Linked DNA regions of Macaca mulatta: region 2 is linked to region 1. Evidence: chromatin contacts called from public Hi-C data. All regions are on one chromosome and are shown on one strand. The core of a region is the stretch at or near the end of the contact, and the rest is flanking DNA. Distances in the headings are between cores, read along the strand shown.

What was found. A called contact is a pair of places that touch in the nucleus more often than the background predicts.
Region 2: a Hi-C map of liver shows a contact between it and region 1, with 2.4 times the contacts expected there. The contact joins the promoter of HNRNPK here to the promoter of KIF27 in region 1.

Annotation. Positions count from the first base shown.
Region 1 is chr15:114,857,962-114,864,163 of T2T-MMU8v2.0, forward strand. It overlaps KIF27 (kinesin family member 27), which reads right to left and starts at 3,262. Exons shown (of 18, transcript XM_015118008.3): 1 at 3,062-3,262.
Region 2 is chr15:114,916,095-114,922,296 of T2T-MMU8v2.0, forward strand. HNRNPK (heterogeneous nuclear ribonucleoprotein K) reads right to left here and starts at 2,592. Exons shown (of 17, transcript NM_001266946.1): 1 at 2,509-2,592; 2 at 739-818; 3 at 556-640; 4 at 66-163. The coding sequence starts at 613. It also overlaps a transcript of RMI1 not described here.

The sequences.
Region 1 (6,202 bases), core at 2,012-4,511:
GCTGAGATCAAACCACTGCACTCCAGCCTGGGTGATACACCAAGACTGTCTCAAACAAACAAACAAACAACCACCACAATGAGATACCAATCCACATCCACTCGCACTGCTATAATAACAAAGACAGACCATAAGTGTTAGCAGGGTGTAAAGAAATTAGAACCCTCATACACTACTGGTGGGAAGGTAAAATGGTACAGCCACTTTGGAAAACAGATTGACATTTCCGCAAAAAGTTAAACATACAGTTATCACTTGACCCAGCTCCCAAGAGAAATGAAAACTCCCAAGAGAAATGAAAACTCCCAAGAGAAATGAAAACACTGTGTTTGCATAAAAACTTATATACAAATGTTCAGTTTTGGAAGGATAAAGCTTATACTAAATTTAACAAGTAATCTATGACAATGTTTAAGTGCAGATGATGAAAAGTAATGAGTTTGAGGTGAGGCTAGGTTCTTTGGAGAAGCTGCTGAGTCTTGAAGATTACCATTAAGTAACAGAGACAACTAGACTGAAATAACATTTTATTAATAACACTAATAACAGTGAATTGATAATATTAATATTCACTACCCTTGAAAAAAAAAACCGTGGCCCAGCACAGTGGTTCACATCTGTAATCCCAGCACTTTGGGAGGCCAGGGTGGGTGGATCACTTGAGCCCAGGAGTTCGAGACCAGTCGGGGCAACACGGAGAAACCCTGTTTCTACAAAAAATCAAAAAATTAGGCAGGCATGGTGGCGCACGCGCCTATAGTCCCAGCTACTCAGGAGGTTGAAGCGAGAGGGTCCCTTGATCCCAAAAGGGTCGCGACCCTGTCAAAAACAAAACAAAATAAAACAAAACTCTGCAATGGTACTCTGCATTTGTAATTCTGTGAGTAGATGGCATGAAGAGGATCACAACAAAAAAAAATTAACATCACTCTTCTAAAAGTCCCCTGAGAATAAAAAAAATATCAGGTCCCTTGGGCTGTAAAATCCCAAAAGAGAGTCAACAAACTATCTGTAATGGCTGAAACAAAGAGATACACCTAACCTTAGCAGTTTTAAAATCATTCTAATGAATTTTACACTGGAAAAAAAAAAATGCTCATGTGTTTGATAAATCCTTTCTTGGATCTTAAAGAACTCTACAATCATTTGGTACTGGAAACTTTTCCAGTTGCAGGAATGCTGAGTTAATTCTTCCAAATGTCTCTGAAAACCAACATTTGAAGTCACCATACAGATTAGTTTATTTCTTTGTATGCCATCAAATTAAAGCAAAACTCATGGACGATGTTAAGCCAAACCTAACTGCTTCCAATGAAGTTGCTAATAAAAAATGCCAAATTGGGATATTTTCATTTCTTGGGTTTTTGTTTTGTTTTGTTTTTGAGACAAGGTCTGGCTCTGTCATCCAGGCTGGAGCACAGCGGCACCATCTCGGCTCACTGCAACCTCAGCCTCCTGGTTCAAGCGATTCTCGTGCCTCAGCGTCCAAAGTAGCTGGGATTACAGGCACCACGCCAGGCTAATTCTTGTATTTTTAGTAGAAACGGGGTTTCACCATGTTGCCCAGGCTGGTCTCGACCTCCTGGGCTGAAGAGATCCACCCGCCTCAGCCTCCCAAGGTACTGGGATTCCAGATATGAGCCACCATGCCCAGCCTCATTTCTTGGGGTTTTTAATGGTAATATCTATAAACAATTTGGTTATAAAGGCAACTGAAACTTATTCTAAGCATTAAAAAAAATAATAACGGGGCCAGGCACGGTGGCTCATGCCTGTAATCCCAGCACTTTGGGAGGCCAAGGCAGGTGGATCACTTCAGCCCACGAGTTACAGACCAGCCTGGGCAACAGGGTGAAACTCTGTCTCTACTAAAAATACAAGAATGGGCCAGGCAGTGGTGACGCACCTGTAGTCCCAGCTACTTGGAAGGCTGAGGTTGGAGGATTGCTTGAGCCCGGAAGGTTGAGGCTGCAATGTGCCACTGCACTCTAGCCTGAGTAACAGAGCGAGACCCTGTCTCAAAACAAAACAAACAATAATAAGGGTCCACAAACATAGGGCTTGTAAAACATCAATATACAAGAAACAAAGTTTTTCCACAATCCATAGCACTTATACTTCTTCAGATTCTGATCAATTATAGTCATCAGAAACATACGTATTATGTCACCAATAAATGAAAAAAGGCGAAATCTGATTGGCTGGTCGTATTTAAGTATACTCAATGGGTTTTTGAAATCTGAGGAAAGGCAAGAGAAATATTTAATCCCTCATGTCATGTCACTGGTCAGGAATGAGTGTCTCCAAAAACCGCTGCCATCCCGTCCCCTTGATTTCCCAGAAAGCAGTGGTTGTCTGAAATGTGTGGTTTGTTAATTATTTTCATAAGAAACTTCCCAGTAGATGGATAGTAAATCGCATGAGGAGCTCAGAAAAGGCCCCAAATGCGTAAAGACAAAGGAGTAAAGAAAAGCAAACAACAAAGATTTTCAACACTGGAGACGGCGGTGTTACTTAAAAGGTGTTTCAAAGAAAGAATCGGGGCGCTTTGCTCTTTACAGCACCTGCCTCCGAGGGAGGGAGCTCTCGAGCTTGAATGCGCCGAAGTTTCAACCTCTACAGTGGGAAAAAGACGCCTGCGACAAAACAAAGCGCTCGGTGGTGGTGGCCCTCGCGTCGCACCTCACGCCGTGCAGCTACACGAGACGAACACGGGGTGCGCTCCGGGGGGCCGAGTCCCGCGTTGGGGTCGATCCCCGTTCCCCAGGCCCCGCTCCTCAGGGCTGAGCCAGCTTTCTCCGGAAGGGGCGCTCTGCCTCCAGTCGTTCGCCGGGCTCCCATTCCTGACCCCAGACCCCTCGGGCACCCCCATAGGCCTCGCTGGCGCCCCTACCGCCCACCCTCTGGCTCCCACCCCGCGACGGCCCAGACCCCAAGCCGGCGCCTACTAGTCCCAACGGCGGGCTGGGAGCGCGGGCGCGGCGGGCTGGAGGGCGGGTGCCGCGAAAGGGAGGGCGCCCCACTTCCCCGCACCGCCCGGCCAGGCCCGCCGCGCACTGACCGGCTCGGGACAGCCCAGGGCCCTGGCGGCGAGGGCTGGACTCCTCAGCTTCGCTCTGCCACGCCGCGCCGCCGCCGCCCGCGTCTTTTGTTGTCGCGGGTTCTCCTGGCAACCGGCGAAGCCCGCCTCCCGCCGCGTCCTCCCCGGGTCGCGGCGTCCTGGCCCCGCCCCCGAACCTGGGCACGTCCCCAAGCCCGTGCGCAAGAGTCCTGCGTCCCCAGGAAGTCCGCAAAAGGCCAGCTCTCGGGCTTCCCTGCAAACCCGAGTTGTGTCCCACTAACGCGCTGGGACCGGTCTGTGAGGCCTGAGCGGAAGCATCTTTCCACGGGTTCGTGAAATGAATGAGAACGATTCCACACTGTGTTTCAATATCTTAGCTACCAATTCAGTTTATTTTTATTTTTATTGAGTAAAACTTGCATAACATAAACCATCTTAAAACTTACAATTCAGTGGCGTTTAATGCCTTCACAGTGCATTAAACTATCACCTCTGTATATAGTTCAGAAACATTTTCATAACCCCAAAAGAAAATCTCCAAACCAGTTAGTCATTCCTTCCAGTTCCCCTCTCCCCACAACCCCAGCCAGCCACTAATCTACTTTCTGACTCTATGATAGATTTACCTATTCTGGGCATTTCATTATTGATGGAAGCATTCAGTATATGACCTTTTGTGTCTAGCTTCTTTTGCTTAATGTTTTCAAGCTACAGTCATGTTGTAACAACTATCAGGACTTCTTTTTTTTTTTTGAGACGGCGTCGCGCTCTGTCGCCCAGGTTGGAATGTAGTGGCATGATCGCGGATCACTGCAAGCTCCGCCTCCCGGGTTCAAGCGATTCTCCTGCCTCAGCCTCCCGAGTAGTTGGGACCACAGGCGCGTGCCACCACACCCGGCTAATTTTTTGTATTTTTAGTAGAGATGGGGTTTCACTGTGTTAGCCAGGATGGTCTTGATCTCCACTGACCTTGTGATCCATCCGCCTCGGCCTCTCAAAGTGCTGGGATTACAGCCGTGAGCCACCGCGCCCGGCCCTTTAGATGGAGTTCCACTCTTATTGCCCAGGCTGGAATGCAATTGCGCTATCTAGGCTCAACGCAACCTCCACCTCATGGGTTCAAGCCATTCTCCTGCCTCAGCCCCCGGAGTAGCTGGGATTACAGGCATGTGCCACCACGCCCGGCTAAGTTTTCTGTATTTTTAGTAGAGACGGGGTTTCACCATGTTGGGCAGGCTGGTCTCGAACTCCTGACCTCGGGTGATGCGCCCACCTCGGCCTCCCAAAGTGCTGGGATTATAGGCGTGAGCCACCCCGCCGGGCCTGTTTTCAGGTTTTTTAGGTATGGACCTAAGAGTGGAATTGCTGGGTTGCATCGTAGTATTTAACTTTACCAATTTAGCTTTAAAAGCTTTAGTGCCTCCTGTTTTTAGTAGCACAATCTAAGCATCTTCAAAAATACTTCCTTCTCTCATGAAATATACGAATGAAGGTGGGGAAAAAAGCTGACTATTTATGGTTTTTTTTTTTTCTTTTAACTGAATTATTTAAATTTTTAAAAATTCAGGCTGGGCACAGTGGCTCACACCTATAATCTCAGCACTTTGGGAGGCTGAACTGGGAGGATCACTTGAGCCCAGGAGTTCGAGACCAGCCTGGGCAACATAATGAGACCCCCCCCCCCAATCCCTACAAAAAATCAAAACTTAGTCGGGTGTGGCCGAGCATGCCTGCAGTTCCAGCTACTCTGGAGGCGGAGGTAGGAGGATCGTTTGAGCCTGGGTGGTCAAGGCTGCAGTGAGCCATCGTTGCACCACTGCATTCCAGCCTGGGTGACAGAATGAGACTCTACCTCAAAAAAATAATAAATAATACATAATTTTTAAAATTCTAAGATTTGAATTGATTATGCTGCATTTTTAGAACTCTTTTTGAAAACAAACTCACATCATGACTGTGAATTGCTGAGTCAAACTGGTCTGCTGACAAAGCTTCAATGATTAATAGTACGTAACAATTTAAGTCTGGGAATACCCGGAAGTCTCAACAGAAGTTCTCAAGAGGCCACACAATTGCAGAGAGGAGGTCAGCAAATGCCTAACAGCATTAGAATGGGGCATTTTCCTTTGTCCCCAAATTGATGTCTTGAGTCCAGAGTTAGAGAAAAGGAGTTAAGTACTTAAGTTCCCCACACTGTAAAGTGAATGCCAGTCATTGCCAACCCTTCCTCCCTAGGATTTATAGCAGGACTAAGCTAATTCCATTCAAATTCCAATCCTATCTCTTTTTTAAGTGTCTGTAAGAAAGACTGGGCAGTGGAGTCAAGGGGTCTTGGGCCTTGCGGGTTGGAGAGTAAGCAGCCTCCCACCTAAGTCAAAGGAGGCTCTAAGAGTGACGGGCAAACCCTGTGTGATGTGCAAGAATAGGAAACCTGGCCTTCTGGTGGGAGCAACTATGGGAAGAAGTAAGCTGATCTGCTTCTCGAGAATGGAGCGAAGCAACTGAGAAGGCGCTGTAGTAGGGCAGCCTGTGTTCCTACAGTTTAGGAGGGGAGAACCTGTGATTTGCTCATGGTCCAGGGTATCCTTTGGAGGGTACCCAAGCTTGAGCCCCATGAAGATTGTCTTGAGGACTGTCTCCTGCAGATGAGTCCCAATCAGTAAGAGGCAGTGGGAGGAGCTGGGCTTGGGATTAACAGAAGTAATTGAGCCAGTGCTGGATCTTTGTACAGGAACTATGTCTTCTCCTTAAGGGAACTGTATCTTTCAGGTCCACTGAAGAACGCTGCATACGTCCCATGGGAGACCAGCTTTGGGATGCTTATCCTACAGAGAAAAACATCCATGCCCAGTCCACTTTACTAAAAGCAGTAACAAATGGAAGATTTGGCCAAATTAAATAAAGAAACACGTGCCCTTTTCCCCTAAATCATCTTCCCTCACCCGCATTTTGAGAAAAGCTGGGTCCAGGAAAGAAAGGAAGTATTAAAGGAAGTATTAAGGAAACCACAGATCGTACCTCTTCTCCCACTTTAAATTATTTTAATGTTGCTATAATGTTTGACGGTTTCACTTAATTTCTCTGGCAGAGAGAAAAGAAGCTTTATACTTTAAAAAATGGGATTTCTGGCAGGGCACGGTG
Region 2 (6,202 bases), core at 1,342-3,841, 57 kb after region 1:
AGACCTTATCTTAATTTCCACTTGAGTATGAACCCCCTTCAAAATTTCAAGAATAAAATGCATACCTTGCTTTGAAGCAGAATGCGTAATTCAACCATCTCATCAGTGTTTCTAGATCTTTTAAATGCTTGTTCCTCTTCCATATCTTCTGCAGGGCGTTTACCTAAAAATTAACAGTTCAGATTTCAAAGAAAGCAGCGAAGTCTCCAAAGCAACTCCATTCTGTTTCAAGAGACTTGTTGCTAATCTTAGGCATGTTTTAGAAAGGCCAAAGGCATTGCTATAGACTTGAACCTTATGCTTCCATCTAGTAAAACGTACCAAACACAAAATACTGTGACAAAATACTTCAAAGGACTTGAAATCCCAAAATGCAAGGAAAATTTTTTATATGCAAATCAGTTACTTCAACTTCATAAATAAAAAGCTAAAATGTAACTGATAAATCGCTGAATTAAAATTACCTAAACAGAAATACCAAAATTTCACCACACACTTCTAGGCAATAATTAACAGAATAAAAAAAATACTGTTAAAATTAAAATTTATTCTCACCAAATTCACCATTGGTTTCAGTGTTAGGGAAGGTTTCTTCTGGCTGTTCAGTTTCCATATTCTTTTATTAAATGGGCACACCAATCTGTTGAAAAATAAAGACGCTAGTACATTTGGCTTATTGCAAAGCAAGCTGTAAAAAAACCAAAAAACAAAAAAAACCACACTGCTTCTAGAACGTACCAGTTATTATATATCCTTGCAGAGCAGAACTGAAGCGTTCTGGGTCGGACCAACAACTGACACCCCAGTGCTGCAGTAGCCTATAAGAACCAACAGAAATCAGTTTTGCTTTTGTTTATTCCTATTACTGAATATTTGTTTCTGATCACAGTCAACACTGATTTGAACCCAAAAAACTAGCTGCTTCTAAAACTTGACTCATTTTAGGGTTTCACAATTCAAATGACTGCCTAAAAAATACAAAATTCAACGGAGCCTGGTTTGATTTTTTGCTAAGTTAGAACAATAACTTTTAGCCACTGAATTAACTCCCAACACAGCAATGAATTGTTTTATACGGCACATTCACAAAAGCCTGAAAAGATAAATGTCATCCACAAAGCATACATTTATGAAAACTTACAATGCATCTTATTCACTGGAAAAACTAATTTTATATTAAAACTTCTAATTGCTTTTCTATTTCTTTCGACTCATGCTTGAAGCGATCTTATGTGACACCCCGAAAGTTTACAAATACAACGGCCACTGCGAACACATCCATCAACAATCTACCGGAGGGATAAATCCAAAAATCTAATACAGGACCAGATCCAAACTATCACACTACCAGTCTACTAATCAGCGAAGCTAATGGAGCCCTTGAAAACTAACAGTCACTAGCGGACTATTTTAAATTAGGCTTGAGAGAGTACAACCCGACAATTATGCCTGTAATATGAAAACTAAAGTGTCTACGCGCCAGAACGGTCGACAGGCCTGCAAACAGCCTTTTTAAGCTTCCCTCTTCTCGGGACTAGGAGTTGACAAGCGGCCTCTACTAGAAGGTTGGCTAGACAGCAAAGAGCCAACAATCGAGGCACTTTTATGCCTCCCATTCTCCCATACCGTTGGTGGACTTATCGCTCTTCTAACGACTAACTGAAACGACATTCTCCTGGCCCAGCACTCAATTTCTGAGGTGGGGTGTGAGAAATTTGGATGAGAAAGTTTAAGCAAAAACAGCAGGGCTTATCTGTAAGAATAACGCTGCCGCGTGCCGTTCACCCTTCGGGTCCTGCAGTCACTAGTCCCCAGGCCCCGAAAATCCGCTAAGTATGTGCTCGACTGGCCGAGCGCCAACGCGCCCTCCCCTCCCCGCCTCCCGGTACCGGGATCGGAAACAGCCCGGTAACAGGACTGGAAAAAGCGAGAGTCGATAGCAAAAGCGCCGCCACCTCTCCTCACCCGGATCCGACAGGAAATGGCGGCCCGCGTAATGGCGACTACGTGCTACTAGGCGGAGCCGAGCGCCGACCCCCTCCCCCACCCACCACGCGGTCCCGAGGTCTCATCCCCCGCATCCTCCCCCCATCGCCCGAGACAAAGCCACCGAGGCAGCCCCGACTGTTCCATCCCCGCCGCTCCAGCTCCGACCCCGGGCCGGGAGACCCAAGGTGAGGCGGGGCTCACACAAAGAGAGCGGCAGCGCGACCTTCTCCCCCAGCCGGGCTCCTTTCCTCCACGAGGTTCCTAGTTCCTAGTGCCACATAGCTCCAGCTCATTCTAAAGGCACATGCCTCACGAATCCCCGAAGTCTCTAGGACCACAACGCGGACTGCGGATACACGCTCAGGGAAATGGCGGAGGTGGGGGAGGGGACGCCGGGCAACGTTCCCACTCGGAGAAGCGGCCGAACACCAAAGCGGCCCCCAGAATGCCTCCCTCAAGCGGAAAAACTGGGCTCCGACCCTCACCTCCACGAGCCGCTCCCCCAACCCGGCTTCTCACCGCGCGAGGCCGCCGTCTCTCTGCAGCAGCGCCGCCTCAGCCGGTCGGAGCTAGACAGAAAACGAGCGCAGGCTCCCCTCCCCCGCCTTCTCGCGTCCTCCCCGCCGTCGCGCCCTATTGGCTGCCAGGGCTTCGGCGATGGTGCGAGGGCGAAGCAATTGGCCCGAGGCCACGTCAATCAAGGCGACGGGGGAGGCGACAACCCCGCCTCCCGCCAGCGCCTCCCTTCGGGCTGTGAGGCCACTAAGGGCTCGAGAAAACCCGGGCTTGGGAAAAGTCAACGCAGCCTTTCAGGGAGGCCAAACCCGTGCCCGAATCAGCAATACCCAAGCTCCAATAACTCCAATTACCTATAGGCCGCGAACAAGTGGGACACAGGCAAGACGTCGAGGTCGGTGCAGCAGAGAAACAGAGGATAATGGCGTCTGCAGTGCTGTCGCCTGGAGCGCCCTCCTCCTTTCTCGTTCGCGCACTCACTAGCTGGGGGGAGGAGCGACTAGGGGGCGAACCTCTCGCGAGATCTAACAACTGCCTAGTTCACGCGCACAGGGAGGGGCCGGGGAAGGGGCGTTTTCCAGGCCTGAAGGAGTCCTTTGGGGTTGGAGGAGGGGCGCGAGCGCGCGACAAATCGGGCGGGAAGAGGCAAAAAGGGATCTGGGAGAGTGCTGCGGCGGTTCCTGTTCTTACAGTTGCGCGGCCCAGGGACCGCTGTTGCGCGAGGGAAATGCGGGACGCCCAGGTCGGTGCTTGGCCCAGACTTATGCCCCTGTTTCCGCAGCCCACACTTGCGCCCGAAGCCCCTTAGCCCGCCACGGGCTGTGGGCTGTGGGCTGCGGGACTAGCTGCGCGGCGGTAAGTGCGGGCCGCCTGCGTTCGCTGTTCTCGGCCCACGCTTCGGAAACCCGCTGTTTGTAACGGTCCGGGGCCTCAGTCAGCCAAGGCTGGGCCCGGAGGCGCAGCTGGCGGTTCTCGGCCCGCTTTGCGCTGGGGCGGGAGCCGGGGAAACGCGGGGCGAGCCTGGGAGTCCTGGAGAACTTCTCGCCGAGAAGAGCACAGGCGGTTTCACAGGGCTCTCCGTTCTGATGAGACTTTCCTCTTGGGTAATGGCGCCTGAGATGGTGGAAGTATTTTGTAGTGTCGTCGCTGTAGTTTATTCCGATAAAATTTTTAGGCAATAAATATTGCACTCGTCTCCTAAGATGAATGCATATCGCTAAATACGTTGTAGACCTCCACGTTCCATTCAAAGCGCCTGCCTTGTTGTGGCAGTGATGAAAACAGACAAAAACCCCAAAACCCTCTCCCGCAAACGTGCTCCTGTTCTAGCGGGTTCAGTTCACAGTTGCATTGTATTCGGTTCCTTACTTCTAAGGCTCCTGTGCCAAGCCTTCATGACTTACTTTGTTAAGGCACATAAGGTCACTTTCAATCGGTGACAACCCTGGGAAATCTCCAGCCCTGGTAGTACCCGCTTTCCACATCCTTACTCGTCAACCTTCCGGCCTCCGCCCACAATCCCAAACTCATTTTGAAGCATAAAGATGTTATAATCTGCACATGAAGCGAAATCCACCATTGACCGAATACATTCATATATATTTTAGTGGTGATGAATTTGTGCTGATTCATTCCTGTTATGTTTCCTTCTTGGGTAATTTGCAAAATATATATACCAGCATTCTTTTTAATGGCCATGATTGCATCCACCCAGCATCTTTTACTTGCCTGATTAGAGGAAAACTTGTTAAGGTACACTGAGGATTTCATGATGAACACCGGTATTTACATTCTGGGAGGATACGTTAACACATACTGTTAGAACATAATGTCCGGGATTGTGGAGTTTATAAAAGTTCTCTTTAAGTGGTAATATAGTTTTTAAAATGGTCCCCACCATGAAGAGTGTATAGTCTTGTTGGGTAGGTAAAACTTAACTCACATTTCAGCTCTAAAACACAAAGTTCAGAATTTTATTAAATATTCAGCTTTGATGAGATTATGTAGGGGCTGGGAATACTTGGATCATAGAGATTTAATCCGCCAGTTAGGATTTGCAACATTTAATTTTGTCATTGAAAACTTGAGACATGTCATTGACACTAATATGCACAAAGAGCGGTACGGTAATAATGATGCTGTACTTTCTTTAAAGTTAGTATGTATGTTGCGGTCATCATTTTCTTGATAAGCAGTGATGAGTGGGAATCACAAGTTAAGCAGCCCTATATAAGAACTTCTTCCTCCCAATTTCATTGCCAGACCGGACCCTGACTGGTGTAAATTATTCATCCTCTCTAGATGCCATTGTGGGATGGTTGCTGTTTTTCCCCCATTTGATTTCCTCTTTACTTCTTTTAATATTTAGGTTTGCTATTTAAATAACAGGAAAGTCTGTTTTTTCTCCATCCTTTTATTCTCTGTTTGAAATTAAGACTTTTCAACCCACTAATTTTATACCTGTGTTCATTCAAGAACTTACCAATAAATTCATTGACTCCAGTTTTGTGTAATTGGTTCTATGGTGTAATAGTGTAGTGATCATTTTGGACTCAGTGATTTAGACCCAATGTTACTTAGATGTGAGATTTACTTCAGATGGGCTGATACAATTGAGATTGTACACTATCCAGCTGGATTATTGTTTAAAATAGTATTTATAACTACTGTTTCTTGAGTTCCCCACTGTGTGCTAAACATTGTGCTGGCAGTTTAATACTTTTTAGAGTTCTTTAAGTTGTTAGTTATCTTTGTTTTATGGATGAACGAACTAATACTAAGAAGCTAAGAAACATATCCAAGGTCACATAGCAAAATTGGGTTCCAGATTCTCTTTTCTGTCTTTTCCTTACCTTAGGTTATGGAGGATCCACAAAAATCTCCTCTGATTATTTCTTTTAATTTCCGTCATACACAGTATAAATTTTTCCTCCCTAATTTTTGGAGTATCTTCTCAAAAATTCCAGGATTACCTTGAACTCATCCTCAATGAATTAAAATGTAGACTTACCTTTATTGTTTAGATGAAGATAATGGAAATGTGGAGTAGATTTAAATATTCGTTAGTGCTGTTAAGTCTCAGCTGCTGTCGGAATGGCACACGTAATGTCTAAAAGGATGACACTCCTGCCTCACTTTTTATTAAAAAAAAAAATTGGAATATATGAGGCTGACTGAAAATTAATCTAGAAATCAATTAATCTAGAAATCACCTAGACCTTCGTGGTAGGTGATAAAATTTTCCCACTTTATTCTCTTTTGTTTAGTTCCTGGCAGTCCAGATCTAGAATGTAGATTAGTGTGGTCAGCCAAGTTTGTCATTCACACAATGCTAATCATCTTTCTTAAAAATGTTTTTTTCCTGATTATAAAATTAATGGGGATTAAGCTATATGTAATTTTATATGTGTTCTTTTCCTCAAAAAAAGTAAATAAATGTATTTCTATGTCATTAAATTATTCCTAAAAATGGCTTCTTTAAAGATTTCATAGCTTTTGATTTCATGGTGGCGGTGAAATATATTTAACTTTTTTCCCATTTTGAACATTTTGTTTGTTTTTTTCAAACTATAAAAACTCACTGGTAAACACTCTGCCACATAAATCTTTGTCTTTATTTTGTTACTTATTGATGCATAAAAGTTGTGCATGGTTTTGGAATGTATGTGATAATATATTCAATTAATTTGTAAAGCTC